3 separate regions of the Sus scrofa genome follow, and all the other regions are linked to region 1. A link is a contact called in public HiChIP or PLAC-seq data. All regions are on one chromosome and are shown on one strand. The core of a region is the stretch at or near the end of the contact, and the rest is flanking DNA. Distances in the headings are between cores, read along the strand shown.

The links. HiChIP or PLAC-seq counts read pairs in DNA pulled down with a chosen protein or histone mark.
Region 2: a contact with region 1 is called in an H3K27ac HiChIP or PLAC-seq map of alveolar macrophages. The contact joins the promoter of DCTPP1 here to the promoter of ITGAL in region 1. A contact is called at or near these places in 2 of 47 Hi-C or Micro-C datasets (embryonic fibroblasts and liver) and 1 of 2 datasets of contacts at active chromatin or transcription factors (alveolar macrophages).
Region 3: a contact with region 1 is called in an H3K27ac HiChIP or PLAC-seq map of alveolar macrophages. The contact joins the promoter of ZNF768 here to the promoter of ITGAL in region 1. A contact is called at or near these places in 1 of 5 promoter capture datasets (fetal liver), 2 of 47 Hi-C or Micro-C datasets (embryonic fibroblasts and epiblast stem cells) and 1 of 2 datasets of contacts at active chromatin or transcription factors (alveolar macrophages).

What each region holds. Positions count from the first base shown.
Region 1 is chr3:17,855,708-17,859,334 of Sscrofa11.1, reverse strand. ITGAL (integrin subunit alpha L) reads left to right here and starts at 1,442. Exons shown (of 31, transcript NM_001044608.1): 1 at 1,442-1,525; 2 at 2,644-2,746; 3 at 3,365-3,459; 4 at 3,567-3,627. The coding sequence starts at 1,471.
Region 2 is chr3:17,894,221-17,898,160 of Sscrofa11.1, reverse strand. DCTPP1 (dCTP pyrophosphatase 1) reads right to left here and starts at 1,735. Exons shown (of 3, transcript XM_003354540.4): 1 at 1,567-1,735; 2 at 756-866. The coding sequence starts at 1,664.
Region 3 is chr3:17,809,780-17,813,643 of Sscrofa11.1, reverse strand. It overlaps ZNF768 (zinc finger protein 768), which reads right to left and starts at 2,310. Exons shown (of 2, transcript XM_005653012.3): 1 at 1,676-2,310; 2 at 1-1,389. The coding sequence starts at 1,763. It overlaps LOC102158302 (a long non-coding RNA gene), which reads left to right and starts at 2,659. Exons shown (of 2, transcript XR_002342367.1): 1 at 2,659-3,306; 2 at 3,608-3,792.

The sequences.
Region 1 (3,627 bases), core at 193-2,692:
AACTGTTAAACTGTTTTCCACTGTAGTTGCACCGGCTTAAATTCCCACTGGCAAAATGTGAGGGTTCCAATCTCTCTACATTCTCATGAATATTTGCTTTTTTTCTTTCTTTCTTTTTTATTCTAGCCATCCTTGTGGGTGTGAAGTGATATCTTTCAGTTTTGATATGCATTTCCCTCATGACTAATAATACTGAACATTTTCAAATGCTCAGTGGCCTTTTTTTTTTTTTTTTTTCTTTCTTTTTATGGCCGGACCCATGGCACATGGAAGTTCCCAGACTGGGGTCGAATTAGAGCTGCAGCTGCCGGCCTACACCACAGCCACAGCAATGCCAGATCTGAGTCATATCTGTGACCTACACCACAGCAACGATGGCTCCTTAACCCACTGAGTGAGGCCAGGGATCAAACCTGCATCCTCATGGATACTAGTCAGGTTCGTTACCACTGAGCCGCAACAGGAATGCCAGAATGGCCATTTTATATACTGTCTTTGGAGAAATGTCTATTCAAATTCTTCACCCACTTAAAAAGCTGGGTGGTCTTGAAGTTCCCACTGTGGCTCAGTGGTTCACAAACCAGACTAGCATCTATGAGGACACAGGTTCCATCCTTGGCTCTGCTCAGTGGGTTAAGGATCCGGCGTTGCTGTGAGCTGTGGTGTAGGTTGCAGACACGGCTTGGATCTGGCATTGCTGTGGCTGCAGCTTAGGCCTACAGCTGTAGCTCTGATTCGACCCCTAGCCTGGGAACCTCCATATGCCACTGGTGCGGCCCTAAAAGGACAAAAGACAAAAGACAAAAAACCAACCAACCAAACAAACAAACAAAAAAACCTGGGTTGTGTTTTTATTGTTGAGTTACAAGAGTTCTTTATATATTCTAAATACAAGTCCCATATCAGAGCAATAACTTGCAAATCATTTATCTCCCATTCTGCGGAAATAATTTTTTGGTTTTTTTTAGCCCCGAGATGAGTTCCTAAAATACAGTGTTCTGTAACTTGTTCTTTTTCTTCATCATGGGCCTCCTTCAATGTCAGGAGAAAGCTGTCTCATTATTCCCCCCCACCACCTTCTTTCTTTCTTTCTTCATTCTTTCTGGCGACCGCATAGCTTTCCATTATAGCTGTACTAGAGTTTACTGGACTAGTCCTCTGCTGAGCTTTAATATGCTTTAAGCTCATGGGCAGATGATATGAAAATGCAAAGCAGGCACAGGAAGTGTCTCTAACCTGCTTACACTTCCTCTCTGAACCCGTGTGGTTTCACAACCCTTCATGTACAGCCCTCCCATCACCACCCACCCCAACCCAGTGTCAGCAGCCTGGTGCCTCAGTGAGAAAGTTCCATTGCAAGAGGCCCCAGGGGCTCTATCATTTCCGTCTTTCACCCTGTCTGGGTTGCCAGCAAATCCCAGGGGCCCTCTGAGACTTCGCCTGGGTATGGTCCCTCCAGAAGCTTCAAAGATGAACTCCTGCATCATCGTGATGAGGCTGCTGCTGTCCGGGCCTTTTCTCTTTGGTAGGCAAGGGAGGTGGGGAGGGGAAGGGACCTGTGCCTGTGACCAGGGAAACTGCAGGGCTTTGTGGAACCAGAGTAAATGTGCAGCTGTTCTGAGGGTAGGATGGGCCATTTCATTGGTAAAGCGAAGCACAGGAAGTCTGGAGGAAGAAGCCGGCAAAGAAAGCATGGGCAAGGTATGAAGGAAAAGACAGAGAAGGGAAAGAAAGGTGAGAATGATGAGAGATAGGGGAGAGGGCCCTTTAAAAAAGGTCAGTGGTTAATGGGTCCCTAGAGCTGGTCCAGGATCTGGTCCCTCCCAGAGAAGCATCACCTCTCTGTGCCATCTTAGGCAAAACCTTTACCCTTTCTGGGCCCCAGTTTCTCCATGTGAATAAAGGACAGGACGAGCATCTCTGATACCTAGGATGCTTGGATATTAGCCTGAGGCGTGGAAGGAAAGCAGGGCGGGAAAGGAGTTTGGGACTTTCAGATGACGCCTAGGCTCACTGAAGTGAGGGATGTCACGGGGGAATTTGAGATCTAATAGTTAACGGGAGAGGGTGGTCCATGGTCCGGTGGGGAGTGAGGGACCATTAGATGAGAGCATGGAGGAAGCGTCACAGTATCAAGGGATCTTGCACTTTCACCAGGAGGAAGTCTGAGACCAATTATCTGATTTTCAGGGTAACTGGCCCTCAGGCCTAAGGGAGAAGTGGACACATAGGAAAATGTACCCGCCTTGGGACATTCTGACTGCCTGGTTGGGGTGGGGAGCGGTGGCCTTCGCTTTGCTCCTCCACCTTCTCATTCGTCTTTCTTTGCCGAGCAAACAAACGGGAAATTGTGTGTCTTTCCCAGGCTCTGGCGCCGCCAGAGGTCTGGGTAGGAAGGCATCCCTGCTTCCATATTTGCTGGAGTCCGGGCCCTCAAGGAGCGGGCCAGGGAACGGATTCCTGCCCTGCTGTTGGGGAACCCCCGGGGAGAAGAAAGCCAGGTCCTTGCGGGTCTGGCCGCCCACTTGGGGCACGTGGGCGGCAGCCAATCAGCGCCCGGCACTCCAGGGCCGGGGGGTGGGGTTGGGGCGGGGTTGGTGGTCCCTGACCGGAAGTGGCTGACAGGCTCCTGGTCTCCCACAGCCGCCGCCTGGAGCTACAACCTGGACGTGCGGCACGTACAACACTTCTCCTTCCCACTCGCCGGCAGGCACTTTGGGTACCGTGTCCTGCAGGTTGGAAATGGGTGAGCTGCCCCCCGCAGGCCCTCCCTGCCCTGCGCCCTGGCAGTTTCTAAACAGTCCTCTGAACAGTTTCGAGGAGTCCGTGGTGGGATTTCCAAGAATCAGGAGCAGGACCATGGGGTAGTAGGATAAGGACCATCCATCGTTAAAGTGCCATAAGTGCCTAAATCCAAGAGAAATGTATCACCACCCCTAAAGTGCTTTGCTGCACTTCCAGATTCCCCATTCTCTCCCAGACTAAAGGGTGCGCTCCTTGAAGGCAGGGATTCTGTTTCTCTTTCCAGCCCCTTACCCCATCCCTAGTACAGACCACAGCCTAGCACAAAGCAGTTAGGCCATAAATGAGTTGAGTTGATGTCTAATTGAATGAACTCGTAATGTGACATTCTGAAAAATCATTCTCTGGACCTCTGTTTTTCTGGACTGTTAATAGAAAAGATCTTTAACTTTTAAGAATTGTGACATATTGGATTTTTTTTTATCTGGGATTAAGTAGGGAAAAGGTGGGGGCTGAGAGATGGGGAGTGGCTGCTTTGAGATACCTTGTGGGGGATCTGAACCCCCTTAATAGGTAGGATGTGGGTGACCAACTCCATCTCACAAGTGAGATTTCTCATCAGGGTTTTCGTGGGAGCTCCAGGTGAGGGGAACAGCATGGGAAGCCTCTATCAGTGTCAGCCAGACAATGGACAATGCATGCAAGTCACACCAAGTGGTGAGTAACTGGTTCGGGAGCTGGGAGGAATGTCAGGAAATCAAGGCTGCCCCCTGCCACACCTGGATTGTCTAAGTTCCTTCAGACCAATCTTCTGGTGCCAACAGGTTCCAACTATACCTCCAAGTACTTGGGAATGACCTTGGCGACAGATCCCACAACGAACAG
Region 2 (3,940 bases), core at 486-2,985, 39 kb before region 1:
TTGCGGTGGATGTGGCCTAGGTCAGCAGATCCAGCTCGGATTTGACTCCTAGCCCAGGAACTTCCATATGCTGCAGGTGCAGCCCTAAAAACAAACAAACAAATGGATACAGAATCCTTGCCCTTCCTCAAGAAGGTTACACTGATGCAATCTTACATTCTCCCAGAATTTAACTTGCCCCTTCCCACTTCACCATCTTTGCAAACAGTACCCCCTGTCTGGAATGTTATGGGCAGGTCTTCTTCTTCTTTTTTTTTGTGGTCTTTTTGCCTTTTCTAGGGCCGCATCTGTGGCATATGGAGGTTCCCAGGCTAGGGGGCCAATCGGAGCTGTAGCCGCTGGCCTATACCAGAGCCACAGCAATGTGGGATCCAAGCTGCGTTTGCGACCTACACCACAGCTCACGGCAACACCGGATCCTTAATCCAGTAAGCAAAGCCAGGGATCAAACCCGCAACCTCATGGTTCCCAGTCGGTTTCGTTAACCACTGAGCCACAACGGGAGACAGGTAAAGGAAGATCGCCACCATCCCTTCTTAGACCTGGATGTCCCTTGCTGGTTTCAGACTTTTCTCTCCTAGCAGACTGGGCATCCCTAGAGGACAGGGACCCATAAGTTATCTCTGTATCTCTAGCAAACAGGCACAGCGTTTTGTTGTGAGGAGGGGGAACTGAATCCAGGGATATTTGATGGTCAAATAAACCCTCCCCTCCCCAACACACAGACTCTTCCAGAAAGCCTTTCATCTACTCACAAGAGCTCTGCCAGTTCTCCCACTTCTCCCACCAAGGCCAGGAGGAGGTTCCGAGGCTGATGGAACTGGTCCCAGTCTCGTTCAGCAGCAAACTCGGCATGGAGGCGGCGGCTGGAATAGGAGGAAGGGGTAGAAGTCCAGGTCCCAAGGTTAGGGGACTGGGGAGGAGATGCAGGGACCCAGCAGGTACCTCAGTAATATGTAATGGGGGCATGGGTATCAGAGGAGATTGTGCAACTAATTCCTTGGATGGCATGAACAAGCCATTTCTTCTTTAGGGGACTTGGTTTCCTCATCTATGAGATGTGTGTGTCCTTACACAGACCCTAAGTTATTGAAACCTAGTAATTCCCTCTTTTCCATTATTCCACTTCCTACTGCTTCTTCTGCAGTTTCCTCCACGTAGAGTATTCCAATCTCTGCATATCTAAATGTTACTGATTTTACAGAATGCAGCGCCAGGACACTTCCCCTAAGATGCCCTCCTAGATTTCCTCAAGAAAGAAACATCTCCACCTCTCAGCACTATATTTGCCCTCATCCTACCTCCTGCTCCTGGAAGGCAGGGGCAGGGCAGTAGTGGCGTCGGACTCTTAACTAGTAGGTAACAATGTTCAGGTGTGCCTTGTTAAGCCCATTTTGCAGACCAGTTGGTTAGAATGTTCGCCCGGGGTCAGCCAGCAGCGCTGGGACCCGAGCATAGCTGCTAGCCTTCCTCCCGACCACGTGGAGGGATCCTCCTCAATAGGAGCGCAATAGGAAGGAGAAAGGGGGAGATCTCCCCAGCCCAGATGGGGCAAGGACAGCTTACATGTCCTCGAGCGTGGGTTCCGAGCTGAAGCTGAAGGAGCCGGCGGCGGCAAAGCCCTCTCCCCCAGAGTCCTCATGCGTCTCCCCACTTTCGGACATGCTGACCACCGCGCTGCAGCCGGGACTGCCCCAGAGAGCCCGGGGCCAAGCTCAGAGCCCCCGCCTCCAGAGCCCATGACCAATCACAGGCGTTCGCGATTGCTTCACGGGGGCGGAGCCTAAGGAAAGACCAATTACTTCTGTGGAGTTAGCTACAGCCCGCCCCTTACCCGGACTGGAGCAACCTAAGAGAACTTCAAGCGGGCGTTCCTAGGCTCCGGCCCTCGAGTTGTTCAGGCTTGCTAAGCATCTTAAAGGTATAGGTACCAGATTCAGCTAGGGGAAGAAACAAAGGGCTGAGGGCAGGAGAGCGCAGGCGTGTCACTTCCCTTTTGGGCGCCAGATGGCGCCAAAGCGAAATGACGGGTTGGGGAGGCCGGTGGAGAGGGCCAGAAGTGAGGGGTTTAAACAAGAAAGGGGAATTTATTTATTATTTATTTTTGTCTTTTTGCTATTTCTTTGGGCCGCTCCCGCGGCATATGGAGGTTCCCAGGTTAGGGGTCGAATCGGAGCTGTAGCCGCCAGCCTACGCCAGAGCCACAGCAACGCGGGATCCGAGCCGCGTCTGTAACCTACACCACAGCTCACAGCAACGCCGGATCATTAACCCACTGAGCAAGGGCAGGGACCGAACCCGCAACCTCATGGTTCCTAGTCGGATTCGTTAATCACTGCGCCACGGCGGGAACTCCATGAAAAAAAAATTTTTAATGTTACAGTATTTAAATATTGTGAAAAGTGGGGCAACTTTAGATTGCATGCGACTTAATAGATGCAAACTATTGCATTTGGAGTGGATAAGCAATGAGATCCTGCTGTATAGCACAGGGAACTGTATCTAATCACTTGTGATAGAACGTGATGGAGAATAATGTGAGAAAAAAGAATGCGTATTTGTGTGACTGGGTCACCTGTGCAGTAGAAAATTGACAGAACACTGTAAACCAACTATAATGGAAAAAATAAAAATCATTTTAAAAAACAGATGGCATGGGCCAGGGAAGATGTGCTAATAACTGCCCTTCCCCTGCTCCATCCTTGCAGAGCCATGATGCTGTTCTGGGGTCTCCCCTCCTCTACTTGATTGACCACATAGTCCCATGACCCTGGCCATTGACCAGTTTTATGGGTGAGCATGTGGCCCAGTTCTTGACAGAAGTTAGAAGTCTGTTGGCAACTTCTGAGAAAGGTTCCTAGGACATAGGGTGTTTCCACCTTTAGATGGTTTTTTGTTTTTTGGGTGTTTTTTGTTTGTTTTTGTCTTTTTAGGGCCACACCCACAGCATATGGAGGTTCCCAGGCTAAGAGTTGAATCAAAGCTACAGCTGCTGGCCTACACCACAGCCACAGCAACGCCAGATCCAAGCCACGTCTGTGACCTACACCACAGCTCATGGCAACGCCAGATCCTTAACCCACTGAGAGAGGCTGGGGATCGAACCCGAGTCCTCAGGGATACTAGTCGGGTTCATTAACCACTGAGTCACGACAGGAACTCCCCGCCTTAGATGCTGGTATGTGAGGATCAGGTTGTGAGGACAGCTGGTCCACAAGCTGGGACTGGTAGATGGCAGGACAGAAAGGACTTGGATCTTTGGTAAAGTTACTGAGCTACTTATTTTTATAAGTTACAAGATGCCCTGATTTAGGATTCTGGTTCCATAAGATAATACATCCCTTTATTAGTCAAGCCACTTGTAGTTGGGTTTTCTGCTACTTGTCTTTGAGAAAGTGACATTTAAGCTGAACAGAAATCAAGGGGACTAGAGCTCTAGGTAGAGAGAACACCAATGCTTAAAGCCGGAAAGGCTTGGCATGTTCTAAAAACAAAAAGAATTCCAGTGTGGCAGGAATGTAGTGAGCAAGGGGGAGAATGGTGGGGTATGGTGTGGGAGAATTAAAAAGAAGCACGATCAGGTCAATCAACCATGAGTTTTAGTTTATATTTTATTTTATTTTGGATGATGGCTCATACTGGATGAGGAAGATGAGGTGCAGGATTGAACACATGTGGCATCAGAAGTGTGGTTTAGGACAAAGCAAGTTAAAGATCCCTGTCAAGTTGGTAGGTGGATTTATGAGCCTCAAGTGTAGAGAAGATCAGGGCTGGAGATTTGGATTTGGTGGTCTCAGTCATTTAAACAGTTCTTAAAGCAGGACATTGGAGAAGAATAGCTAACACAAGAATCTAGGTGGGAGTTCCCTGGTGGCTCAAGTGGGTTGAGGATCTGGCATTGTCACTGCTGTGGGATGGGTTCGATTCCTGGCCCAGGAAC
Region 3 (3,864 bases), core at 1,061-3,560, 47 kb after region 1:
GCGTGGAGGAGCGATTGAAGGTCTTGCCGCAGTCGGGGCAGCTGTAGGTGCGGCCCGGCAGGTGGGTGCGGGCGTGGATGGCCAGCACCGAGCTCTGGCCGAAGCGCTTGCCGCACTCGGGGCACTTGAAGGGCTTCTCGCGGGCATGGCTGCGGGCGTGGGGGATAAGTGCTGAGCGCTGGGAGAAGCTCTTGCCACAGATGCCACAGCTGAAGGGCCTCTGCCCGGTGTGCACCCTCTGGTGACTACGCAGGGATGAGTTCTGACTGTAGCACTTGCCACACTCGGGGCAGCTGTAGGGCCGCTCGTGGCTGTGGGTGCGCTGGTGCCGCAGGAGGTAGGAGCTGTCGCCGAAGGCCTTGCCGCAGTGCGGGCACTTGTAGGGCTTCTGACCAGAGTGGGTGCGCTGGTGGCGAAGCAGGTAAGAGCTGTCAGCGAAGGCCTTGCCGCAACGGGGACACTTGTAGGGCCGCTCGCCCGTGTGGGTGCGCTGGTGTTTGATGAGGTCAGAGCTCTGGGAGAAGGCCTTGCTGCAGACCTCGCATTTATAGGGCTTCTCGCCCGTGTGGATGCGCTGGTGCTGGATCAGGGTGGAGCCCCGCCCGAAGCTCTTCCCGCAGATGCCGCAGATGTTAGGCCGCGGGCCCTGCCCACCCCTGGCCCGGCCACCCCGTCGGCCGGGACCACGAAGGGTCCCCGTCAGGCCCAGGGGATTCTGGAGCATCTCAAACTGGGGTGGAGCCAGCAGGGCCCCTGTGGGCATCTCAAAAGGGGGCCCTAGCGGCAAGCCCCCGGTGGGCTGCTCCTCAAAGCCCTGGGTGAAGGAGTCCAAGGGGTGGACTCCCAAGGGGATGCTCAAGGGATTCTTTTCCTCAGAATTCAGAAGCATGTCTGCGCCTTCCTGGAACTTGGAACTCTGCGCTTCAAATTCAGGGCTTTGGGTTTTGAACTCTGGATTCTGGGGTTCATACCCCGGGCTCTGGGATTCATATCTGGAGCTTTGAGATTCATATCCAGGGCTCCCAGGTTCATACCCAGGGCTCTTGGGTTCATACCCAGGGCTCCGGGGTTCATATCCAGGGCTCTTGGGTTCATACCCAGGGCTCTTGGGTTCGTACCCAGGGCTTTGGGATTCAAAGTCGGGGCTCTGAGAATCTGATTCAGGGCTTCTGGGCGCAAATTCAGGGCTTGGGGGCACAAACCCAGGGCTTCGGGACTCAAAACCTGGGCTTTCAGGCTCAAACCTGGGGCTTTGGGGTTCAAACTCTGGGCTTTGTGACCCAAACCCAGGGCTCTGGGGTTCAAGCCCAAAGGGTATCTCTTCGACCTCATAGTCCCCAGTGCCTTCTTGCTGAGAAATTTCCTCTTCCTCATTCTCACTCATGTTGCCTGCAGGATCAGAAAATTACAGAAAACCCAGATTGTGTGGGGCATGGAAGGTCTCTGGGTCCCACCACTAGTTGCCACAAGCCTTTTTCTCCTCCTCAAGCAGGGTCGCTGGCCCTCGAGCAAGTGCTGAAATTCCCACCACCCCCTCAGCAAATCCAGGACACCAGGTCCCCGCCCCCCGCCTCCTCCAGGTCCCAGGTGTCCAAGCCCCCGGCTCTTTTCCCCTCCCTGCAGCCCCCTCTCCCGCTCCCAGGCACGCTCCTCGGAGGGGCGCTCCCTCCCTCACCTTTGAGGGACCCTTCGGGGCTCCCCATTTCGTCACGACTTTGCACATCCTGGGGCTCGAGGCCCCATGGCGACGCCTCCCGTTCCATCCCCGCCGGCTCCCAGTGCGGCGGTGGCGGCGGCGATGGCGGACGATCCTGCGACCCGGGTCTGAGTGCCCTGAGACCCAGGCCCTCGCCGCCCGCCCGCTCAGCGCCGCCCAGGGGACCTGGCTGCCCAGCGTCGGCCCCAGAGGCCGGACGTCTTGACCCTGGGCCTCTCCGGCCGGCCGGGCCCCTCCCCTACCCGCGGCCCCGCCCCCACCCACAAGGACTCGGCTTGCCCTGGGGTCTCCTCAGGCCCTCGTGCGTTGTGGCCTCGGAGGTGAGGGGCTTCGCGACTCGCCTTGCCGCCCCGGGATACCGCTCCCCGCCCGAGACCCCGCCGTCTGGCCCCCCAGCCCGGGCAGGGCTGCGGCTGGCCGACCCCCTCCCCTCCGCACAGGAAGTGTCCGTCCGCGGCCAGTTTCCCCCGCTGGCTAGCGCCGCGGCCTCTCTAGGAGCGGCTGGAGGTGGAAACTCGTTGGCATTAACCCTGGGCTGGATGGCCCGGGCGTCGAGGTAGGGGAGGACGGGGCGCCCTGCAGGCGCCAGGAAAGGCTGGGGCAGTTTGTGTGCCTATGTGCTAGGTCTCCGTCCGCCTGAGGGCCTATCTGTCCGTATTCCGGGCCCTGCGTCCCTCAGTGCCTGTGGCCAAGGGCGAGGCAACTAGCGAGACCAAGGTCAGCGAGAAGGAGCGACGCTTCCCGGCGCCAGCGGGGGCGGCGTCTAGCTCCCCTCCCCTCCCCGGCCTTGGGGTCAGCTCTGGCCGCGCCTCGGGAAACTGGATAGACGCCCCCCAACTTAGGCTCATCGAGTCTCCCGAGTCTGGGAACCCCTCCTCGAACTGTACACCCCCACCCCATGCGCGCCCTCCCCGACTCCTCCCGGCCCCCTACTCTCTCTGCTCCTCCTAATCGCCACCCTTCCCCCCTCGGTGAGGGCTAGGACCGTTGCCAAGGAAACAACCCCGCCTCCGTTTCCAGAGACACCGCCCCTACCTCTCAGCGAGCTCCGCGATTGGCCGGTGGAGCTCGTGCTCTCACCATCCCGCCCCCTCCCACTACACCAACTGCTAGGAGTTAATGGTCGCCAGGGAACGCGAGGCAGTTTTCTTATTGGTTGCGGGGTGCGCAGGCCGGTTCCACCTCCCCGGTGCTCCAGAAATGCCTGCGGGAGGAGTAGGAGGGAGGTCCCTGGCGTCTCCCTTCTAGACCGGCCTGTGCTTTCAGATCTTTTCCCGCCCCCGTTTACGCCTCATTAAGTTTTATCTTTCCGAAGACCGAAAGCCGAGGGATCTGAGGACAGACACCCTTCCTCCCCGGCCTCTGCCCACACTCTGCTTCCTAGCACCTTCCTTCTCCCCACAGGTTCCAGGTGCTGATGGGGCCCATCGGAGGGATACTGCCAAAGAGAGAAGGCTGCTTCCTTTTCTGTTACCCTGCCTCTCCCCTCCACCTTCCCTGAGTTTAACGCCATATCTGGAGTCTTAATCTCTGGTTCCTGGCTTTTCTCACAGAGAGGCAAGGATCTTTGGGAATCCCTTCAGGTGAAGGTAATAGAGTTCAGGAAGGGAAGTGGACCAAGAGAGAATCATGTGGCCTTTAAGACAGCCTTTAAGACTTTGCAGGCCTGTCCGACTTGCATAGAGGCTTGTAGAGGAAGAGAACCTGAGAAGCACTGCCGTAGGTGCAGTTTTGAATCAAGGAAAAAAATGACCCTGGAAAGAGAACTTAAGAGGATCCAACCCTTGCTACTGAAATTAGTTGGCAGTGTTCCTGACAATGAATGAGCCAGATTCTTCCTATGGGGATGATGCAAGAACTATAGAGTGTGTTTTCTCGTTGCCTTCCCAGACAAAGGAAGGGAAGAAACTGGTTAGGAGGAAACATGGCGTCTTCTATTCTTCTAAAAAGAGATGAGAACAAGAATTTGGAGAATCCCAAGTGGTGAAACGCTGGAGAGAAGCCATCTCAGTAAAGGCTTACAATCACAGACAGGTGTCTTCCTACAAATAAAGTGAGTACTTCTCTGCCCTCCAGAACAGCTTATAGCTCCATGCCTTTCTCCCATCCCAATGTCTGTCTTTGCAGAGAATGACCCACAGAGCCCA